Regions from separate parts of the Mus musculus genome. Here region 1 is linked to region 2. The links are chromatin contacts, called in public Hi-C maps. All regions are on one chromosome and are shown on one strand. Each heading gives the region's core, a stretch centred on a gene start, on an enhancer-like site or on the middle of the called end of the contact. The rest is flanking DNA. Distances are from core to core; before and after follow the strand shown.

Region 1 (4,379 bases), core at 840-3,339, 210 kb after region 2:
TTGGGTTGATTTGGAGTCAGTATATCTTCAAAAACATTTTGCTGTTGCCAAAGTTCTCACAATCCCCACAACCAGTTACATGATCCTGTATGAAACTGTGGTGCAAACTCTATGCACTAAATACAAATAAACATGTCCACTTACAATACACACAAAAATTAGCTATAATGATATTATAGATATCTAGAGACAAGCTAAGAATATCCTCACCATCTTTGCAGTATACAAAGTTTATGAATGGGGTTGTAAAAATCCCTAGACATAAATGGAAGGACTGGGTGATGGTTTGTAGATGCTCAGGCCAGGGAGTGGCACTATTAGAAGGTGTGGCTTTGTTGGAGTAAGTGTGTCACTGTGGGTGTGGTGTTTAAGACTCTCATCCTTGCTGCTTGGAAGCCAGTCTTCTCCTAGCAGCCTTCAGATGAAGATGTAGAGCTCTCAACTCCTCCTGCACCACACCTGCCTGAATGCTGCCATGTTCCCACCTTGATGATAATGGACTGAACCTCTGAACCTGTAAGCCAGTCCCAATTAAACATTGTCCTTGTAAGAGTTGCCTTGGTCATGGTGTCTGTTTACAGCAGCAAAACCCTAAAACAGACTGATAAATTCTTCTATGTCAAATCTGAAATAATAATTCATAAGAAGGCAATAGCAATGACCAAGAAGAGAAGCCAGAGTAAGAAAAGATGTTTCACAAATGTGCTCAAAAAAACTTATCTTCCGAATAGAAAGAAGTACAAAACAAGATGAGAAAGGTGAGAGATTTGAACAAACACTTCACATTTTAAGAAAAGTTACCTAAGATACCATTTAAAACATGAAAAAAGTCTGCTAGGCATAGTGGTACACACCTTTAGTCCCAGCGCTTAGGAAACAAAAACAGGCAAATCTCTGTGAGTTCAAGGTTATCCTAGTCTACAGCATGAACTCCAAGTCATCCAGAGATATATAGTAATAATACCTTCTCTTTTAAAAATTAATAAACCATATAATATGAAAAGTTAGAATCTCATAATTCATTGAAATGAATAAAAAAATGTGCAAGGTGAGCACATTTCTGCTGGGGGTGGGGGCAATGAGCTCCCCTATGCTGCCTGGTGGGTTCCCATTGACTTGGTCATATCAGAAAGTCATTCAACAACACTGTCTGAACTGAACACAGTATTGCATGCTCTATAACCAGGAATCCCACCCTCAAGTGTATGCCCAGTAGAAATGTGTGCACGTATCTACAGGAGACACTCAGAATATTCACAGCCACCCCTTCTGTCTCAGCTTCCTTTTGAAATTCTCCTCCTGAGCTGTGACAGATTAATCTCCTTATCCCTGTATGTTTTCCTCAGGGCGCAGTGATATTGATGTGACATAAATACCAGAGGCATTGATAAATATGAAATTAAATATCTCTTTGGGAAGATCCAGGTCTGAGTCTAGAAAGAAACTATGGGAAAAGTTGTCTGTAAGAAAAAAAACCTATCATTTTTCATTACAGGGAATTTTGTTGACACAATGTCAGAATAGAAACTCAACTTTAAAAAATTAGATTTAAATTTAAAAGCAATCCATTCACACAGTAATTTAAAGGGGGAAACAGCAGAGAAAGACAAAATGAAATGCCTATTTCCCCCTTAATTTCTCAAACACAACTGTTGATTTTGTGCATTCTCTAGGAGAAAATGGTACCCTTAGAGTTGTTCATATACACATACATTTCATTTCTTACCTCTGCTCCATAAAGGATGCTCTGCAAATTCCAATCCACATCTCACTTTCTCTCTCCCAGCAGCTGAGATGGCATTGCCCTTTTACGTATGTGTAGCCTCACCTTACCATTAATGGTGTTACCGTAACAATCCCACAGCCATGATCACGTCTGATGCTTACATGCTCAGACAGTGCTGAATGTCAGCCATTTTTTATAGAACCATCTTCTCATAATCTCCTTAAGGTACTTTCCCCAGCAGCCAAAATGTGGTGTTGAAAGCATGTGATTATTAAACCCCAAAGTTTTCACTTTGTCTGTAGGGCAGGAAACTAATTAACAATTAAATGCGGCTACTTCTACTTCCTTTTTCTGATTCAAGTTACACTCAACTGTTTTAGAAGAGCAGTTCCCCAGATTTCTCCTTGGAGCTGTGAGTGACTACCATTGCGAGCAAGAGCAAGAGGAAAGCACTACCTGTGAGCAGATGTCTGGTTCATTCTCACCCTGTGTGGTGTTCACACAGATGTGGCTGACTCTACTGGTTGTGAGTGAGTAGATGGCTCAATATGGGGATAGAGTGGGTCGGACAGCATCTCTCTCCACTACAGGCCTGGTACTCTCTTAAGTTTTAGCTCCTCAGTTTCCCCGTGTGAGGCTGTGTTCCCCGACTTTACTGTACAGCTTAGAATTTCCTCTCCTGAGCCCAAAGAAAGTAGTCACAGGTTGAAAAAAAAATCCTTCAATGGACAGAGGAAGAAACGGTAGCAATGGCACTAGAGTTTCGCTTGCTTTCTTTTCTTTAACAAATACTTTATGAAGCACAGAAAGTAAATCACACTTGCTTGTTCAAACTCTTTTATTCAAATGAGAACTATATTTTAATCCCGTGTAGACAGGCTAGACCCTGGTCTTGTGCCTAAGATGATAGCTCCTTCTGCACATTAGCAAGAGCCATGAGCAGGACTGGGCGCCTTAAGTACAAGAGGGGAAATCAGGAAGGAGAGGTACCTACAGCAGTGGCTATGTCACTGCCCATGGATATGCATGCATTTCTGTCAGTTCATGCCTACAAAGGGTTTGCTTCTTACTAAATTTTAAATGGAATTAAATGTGGGTTCATCTATTTTAAAAAAGTTCTTAGGCCGGGCAGTGGTGGCGCATGCCTTTAATCCTAGCACTTGGGAGGCAGAGGCAGGAGGATTTCTGAGTTCGAGGCCAGCCTGGTCTACAGAGTGAGTTCCAGCACAGCCAGGGCTATACAGAGAAACCCTGTCTTGAAAAACCAAAAAACAAAAACCAACCAACCAAACAAACAAACAAACAAAAGGTTCTTAGCGCCATCTATGCACAGCATTGTATGCAATGCTGAGGACGGAGGGTTGTTTTGTGCCCACAAGGGAAAACACCAAAAAAAAAAAAAAAAAGCTCTCAGCAAAGCCAGTGCACAAGAAACAGCTGGGAAACACAATTCTAGTAAAATAAAATCCCAGTGGATGGCACAGACAGATAACCATAACCATCTACATACCAGTCAGGTGATCAGACTAAGCAACAGATAGGGCAAGGCCCATCAGAAACAGAAGCATATCCAAACTTAAGAAGTACTTAAGAAGGCAGGGGAAAGGAGGGAAGAAGAAGGGAGGGGAGGACAGGACAGGACAGGAAGGTGTTCATACAGTGTGCTGTGAGCTAAGGTTAGAGTTTGGATTCAAATCTGTGTTGTCACCTACTAGCCACTTAACAAGCTTTCTTCTTTCTTTTCTTCCTTCCTTCCTTCCTTCCTTCCTTCCTTCCTTCCTTCCTTTTTTCTTTATTGAAAATAGATTTTTTTCTTACATAATACATCCTGATTATTTCCCTCCCTCTACTCTTCCCACTTTCTCCCCACCTCCCCTACCATGTGAATCCACTCTCTTTCTGACTCTCATTAGATAACAACGGGCTTCTAAGAGATAAGAACAAAAAATATAATAAGTAAGATAATACAAAAACTATCACATCCAAGTTGAACAAAACAAACCAACAGAAAAAAAGGAGTCTAAGAGCAGGCACAAGAATCAGCCCCACTCGTTCTCATGCTTAGGGCTCCCATTAAAAGCACAAACCTGGAAGCCATAATATATGCTCAGAGGACCTGGTGCAGATCCATGCAGGCCCTGCGCACGCTGCATCAGTCTCTGTGAGTCCTGGTAACCTCTGCTTATGTTGATTTAGAGGGCCTTATTTCCCGGTGTCCTCCGTCCCTACTGGTTCCCTTTCCTGAGCTCTGAGGGGAGAGAGAGAGACTCTCTCTCTCTCTCTCTCTCTCTCTCTCTCTCTCTCTCTCTTCCCCCCCCCCAATAATGTCAGGTCCTCTGGTTTCGTTCCCATCTACTGCAGGAGGAAACTTCTCTGATGATGGCTGAACAATGATCTACAAGTGCAGCAGCACATCATTAGCAGACACTCACTACATTTCTATCTTGTTTTTTAACACTAGTAATACTTGGTGCTTTCATTGAGACCTCCTCCATATATGTATATATTTTAGGAAGTTTCTACTGCATTAATTTTCCATACTAACCCTCAAATACTCCTTAACTTTAGCTGTCTCTCCCTGAGTTCCCTCACTCAGTTCCCTCCCCTCCCTCCCCATGAGATCCTCCCATCCCAGCCTCTCTCCATCCATCCG
Region 2 (4,292 bases), core at 847-3,346:
TTTGGGAGATTTTTCGTATTTGGGGGAGGAATGTGTTGGCAGAGCTGGAATTTTAGGCTGTAAAAGCTGAGGCATGTTGTGAGTACAGCTTAATGAGCCACTCTAGTGGGAGATCAGAAGGCAAGAGTGTTGAGAGAAATGTGAACCACAGAAGCCTGGTTCATAAGGTTTCAGTCAGGAGTAAGGATTTTATCAAGAAGTTGGATGGAGGTTAGTTCATAATTTTGACAAGAATTGGGCTGCTCTCTGCCTGTCCAGGGAGACTGAATGAATTTGAACTTGAAAACAATGTACTGGTTTGAGTGGCAGAGAAAACTTCAGGGTCAGAAAATGTCCAGGTTGGTTCTTCAGGTGCTGAAGGAGGTGAGCAGCTAGCTCTGTAGAGGAACCTCCTGCACATCACTGGAGCAATACAAAAATATTCCCACGGGGTTTGCACGCTTAAGCAGATACAACTGTGAGATTCAGTGGGGCTGGGCTATGTCTCAAGCAGGAAGCAGAATGTGTCAATGTTATAAACATTGAGCTGGCTCGTTTTGTGTCAACTTGACACAAGCTAGTCATTTGGAAAGAGGGACATTAAATTGAGAACATGCCTCCTTAAGAGAAGTCTGTAGACAAGTCTGTTGTGCATTTTTCTTAATTAGTGATTGATGTGGGAGGGCCCAGCTCCCACGTGGGTGGTGCCTTTCCTGGGCTGGTGGTCCTGGGAGCTATAAGAAAGCACACTGAGCAAGCCAAGGGAAAGCAAGCCGGTAAGCAGCATTCCTCTGTGTCTTCTACTTCCATTCCTCCATCCTGCCGTGCGTTCCTCTCTAACTTCCATTGATGAATGACTGTGATGAGGAAACATAAGCTTGCACACAGCAAGACAAAGCTAAGATAAGCACTGTCCGTGTGGTACCGATTTTGAAGTCATGAGAGATGTAATATTGAGGAAATCATGCAGGGCATCTAAGACCAGGCACTGTGTGGCAGGGTTAGGTCCTTATATAGAGAGCCGGAGAGGTCTAGTGACTGAAGCTGAGATGAGTCAGTTGCAGTCATAACTGCAGCATATTGGAGATGCCCGGGCCATCAGACATTGACTCTGCAGAGATGAGGATCTGGAATGGAGCTGGCCTAAGCCTAAGAGAGAAGAATCTCTGTGTACTTCAGACAAGGCTGAAAGAATAGCACTGCCTGAAGCCTTTGGAGCCCAGAAGATGATACTCTGCAGCCCAGGTCCAGACACAGAACTTCAGGATTTAGCATTTGCTATGAGGGATTTTGTTTCTGTTTTGGTATTATTGTATTATGCCCCTAACTCTTTTGGAAAATGTATATTTACTTTGCACCATTGTAAGTTAGAAGTATATAACTTATTTTAGATTTTTATAGGCACTTAACAATTAAGAGACTTTGGACTTTTAAAATATCTGGATTTTAAAACACTATGGGGGATTATAAGTAAACTAAATTTTACATTATGAGAAAAACTTCATACACTTGGGGCCAAGGGTTACGGCTCAGACTAATGAGTTTAGTTGAAAAGGAATAGTAATTGTTTCTCCCCCGCCCTGCTTTGTTTTGTTTTGTTTTATTGAGACAGAGTCTCTCTGTGTAGCACTGGCTGTCCTGGAATTTGCTCTGTAGGCCAGGTTGGCCTCGAACTCAGAGATCTGCTTGCCTCTGCCTCCTGAGTCCTGAGATTAAAGGTGCACACCACCCTACCACTGCTAGGCTGTTAATTTAATTATTTATACAATCTAGAGTCATCTAGGAAGAAAGTCTTTATGAAGGATTGTCTGGATTAGGATGGCCTGTGGACATGTCTATAGCAAGTTGTCTTGATTACATTAGTTAATGTTAGAAGACCCAGACTAAAGGTGGGCAGCTCCATTCCCTAGGCTTGAGTTCTCAACCATATGAGCGGATCAAGCAAGCAGAGCAGTAAGCATGCATGCATTTATTTCTCTCTGTTCTTGGCTATAGATTTAATATGACTAGCTATTTTAAGTTCCTGTCACTTTGATTCCTCTGTTATGATGAACTGTAACTTGTAACTGTGGGCAGAAATAAGCCCTTCCTTCCCTAAATTTCTTCTTTTCAGGATATACAATCACAGTTGCAGAAATGAAACTAAGACAGGAGATTTAGGTGGAGCCGTGTCCCTTGGCTGAGTATGCTAACTCCGGGGAGGAAATTCTTTTCCAGGAGGGGACTGCCTTAGGTTGCAGAGTTCAGGCTGTCTTCCTTAAATTAATCTGCATTTCCACGATTTGGTTGGTGCCTTCGGTGGGCGGGGCGTTGTCCTTGGATGCTTTCTCTCCTGTTCACTACAGTGCAGATGTGCATTAACAATTACCACCTTCTGTTTTAGCATGCACCTTGGCTACACCTTCAGAGTTGCTCAAGCTTTTTTCCTTAAAAATCAAACTTAAAAAAAGCTCCCTGCCCTACCCATTGTTCTTTGTCAACATAGACCTGGATGAGAAATAGTAACCATGTCAAAGATGGAATGTTACTCTGAATTTCTTTCACTAGGCACAAGAGTCCATTATCTTTTAAAAAGATATTTATTTTTAGATTTATGTGTATGAGTAAATTTCCCGAATGAACATGTGATCACCCTGTACTCATGTGAATATTGTACTTATATCTCTTCCTCCCTTCATCTCCTCCCTCCGAGTCTTCTCAAGTCTCCCTCCATTCGATTTAAAATCTATGGCCTCTTTTGCTTTCACCATGACACACGCACACACACACACATGCACGCACATACACACACAAATACAACCTACTGAGATCATTTAGTGTGCTTGCGTGTATGTGACTTTCGGGCTGGCCACTTGAATTGTGTAGATATTGTCTTCAGTAATAGGGCCATACCTTCCATTTGTGGAGAGCACTTTTGGTTATGATGCATAGAGTAGCAGTGCACATGTTTGAGTAAGTGTCTCTGTAGTGGTATGGAGCATCATTTGTGTCTATGTCCAAGAGTGGTGTATATGGATCTTGAGGTAGATCTATTCCCAGCTTCCTGAAGAACCACCTTCCTGAGTCCCATAGTGGGTATACAAATTGGCACTCCCACCAGCAGTGGATGAGTGTCCCCCTTACTCACATCCTCACCAGAATGGGCTGCCATCTGTTTACTTAATGCCGGTCATTCTGTCTGGTATAAGATAAAATCTCAAAGTGCTTAACTTGCAATTGCCTGATGATTAAGGATGTTGAACATTTCTTTAAGTAGTTCTCAGCCATTTGTGTTTCCTCTCCTGGGAACTCTGTTTACATCTGTACCCCAGTTTTAATTGGGTTGCTTGTTTTCTTGAGGTCTAGGTTGTTGAATTCTTTATATGTGTTAGATATTAACCTGCTATTTGATGCTTAATTGGTTAAATACTTTTCTATTCTGTATCTTACCACTTTGTCCAAATATAGTATTCTTTTCTATAAGAAGCTTTTCAGAATCACTTGGTCGCATTTGTTAATTGTTGTTAGTGCCCTTGCTATCAGGGTCATTTTCTATGTCAATGAGTTCAAGACTCTTCCCCACTTTCTCTTCTGTCAGATGCAGTGTACCTGGTCTTCCGTTGAGGTCTTTGATCCATTTGGAGTTGAGTTTTCTGCAGGGTGATACATGAGGATCTATTTGCATTCTTCTATGTGCAGCCATTCAGTTTGACCAGCAACATTTGTTGAAGATGCTGTCTTTTTTCCAGTGTGTATTTCTGGCTTCTTTATAAAAATTAGGTGTCTGTAGGTGTGTGGACTTACGTCTGCGTCTTCAACTCAATTCTACTGATTGACTTTTTTGGTTTTGGTGTCAATATTATGCTGTTTTTTTGTAACTATAGTTTTTCTTACATAAGTTTTATTGCTGTGGTACAATTTGAGATCAGGGATGGTGCTACTTGCAGAAGTTATTTTATTACTTAAAATTGTTTTAGAAATTCTGAGTGTGTGTGTGTATTTTCATGTGAAGCTGAAATTGTCCTTTACTGTAGATTACTTTTGGTAGGATGGCCATTTTACTACATTAATCCTACTGATCCATGTGCATGGGAGATATTTTCATCTTCTTAAGTCTTTGGTTTCTTTCTTGAGTGTCTTAAAGTTTTTATCATAGAAGTCGTTCACCTGCAAAGATACTCTGACTTCTTTTTTTCCTCTTTGTATGCCTCTTGATCTCATTCTGTTGTCTTATTGCTCTAGTAAGATTTCTAGTATTGAATAAGGATGGGGAGAGTGGAAGCCCTTGTCTTGTTCCTGATATTAGTGAAAATGCTTTGAGTTTGTCTCCATTT

The links. Hi-C and Micro-C count contacts between places; a contact is called where the count stands out from the background.
Region 1: a contact with region 2 is called in a Hi-C map of bone marrow-derived macrophages, with 18 read pairs. The contact joins the promoter of Fcrl5 here to the enhancer-like site in region 2. A contact is called at or near these places in 9 of 39 promoter capture datasets (the 3T3-L1 cell line, embryonic stem cells, epiblast stem cells and 4 more), 2 of 484 Hi-C or Micro-C datasets (the HPC-5 cell line and bone marrow-derived macrophages) and 3 of 9 other capture datasets (adipose tissue, embryonic stem cells and macrophages).

What each region holds. Positions count from the first base shown.
Region 1 is chr3:87,433,693-87,438,071 of GRCm38.p6, forward strand. Fcrl5 (Fc receptor-like 5) reads left to right here and starts at 2,090. Exons shown (of 13, transcript NM_183222.3): 1 at 2,090-2,256. The coding sequence starts at 2,193.
Region 2 is chr3:87,224,940-87,229,231 of GRCm38.p6, forward strand. No RefSeq gene overlaps it. Among named protein-coding and RNA genes, the nearest start is that of Fcrls, 36 kb to the right of the region's middle. Within about 2 kb of position 2,097, at least 1 of the 459 cell types and tissues checked has an H3K27ac peak or open chromatin away from gene starts, as enhancers often do. A contact at or near this core is called in bone marrow-derived macrophages, where this site is marked.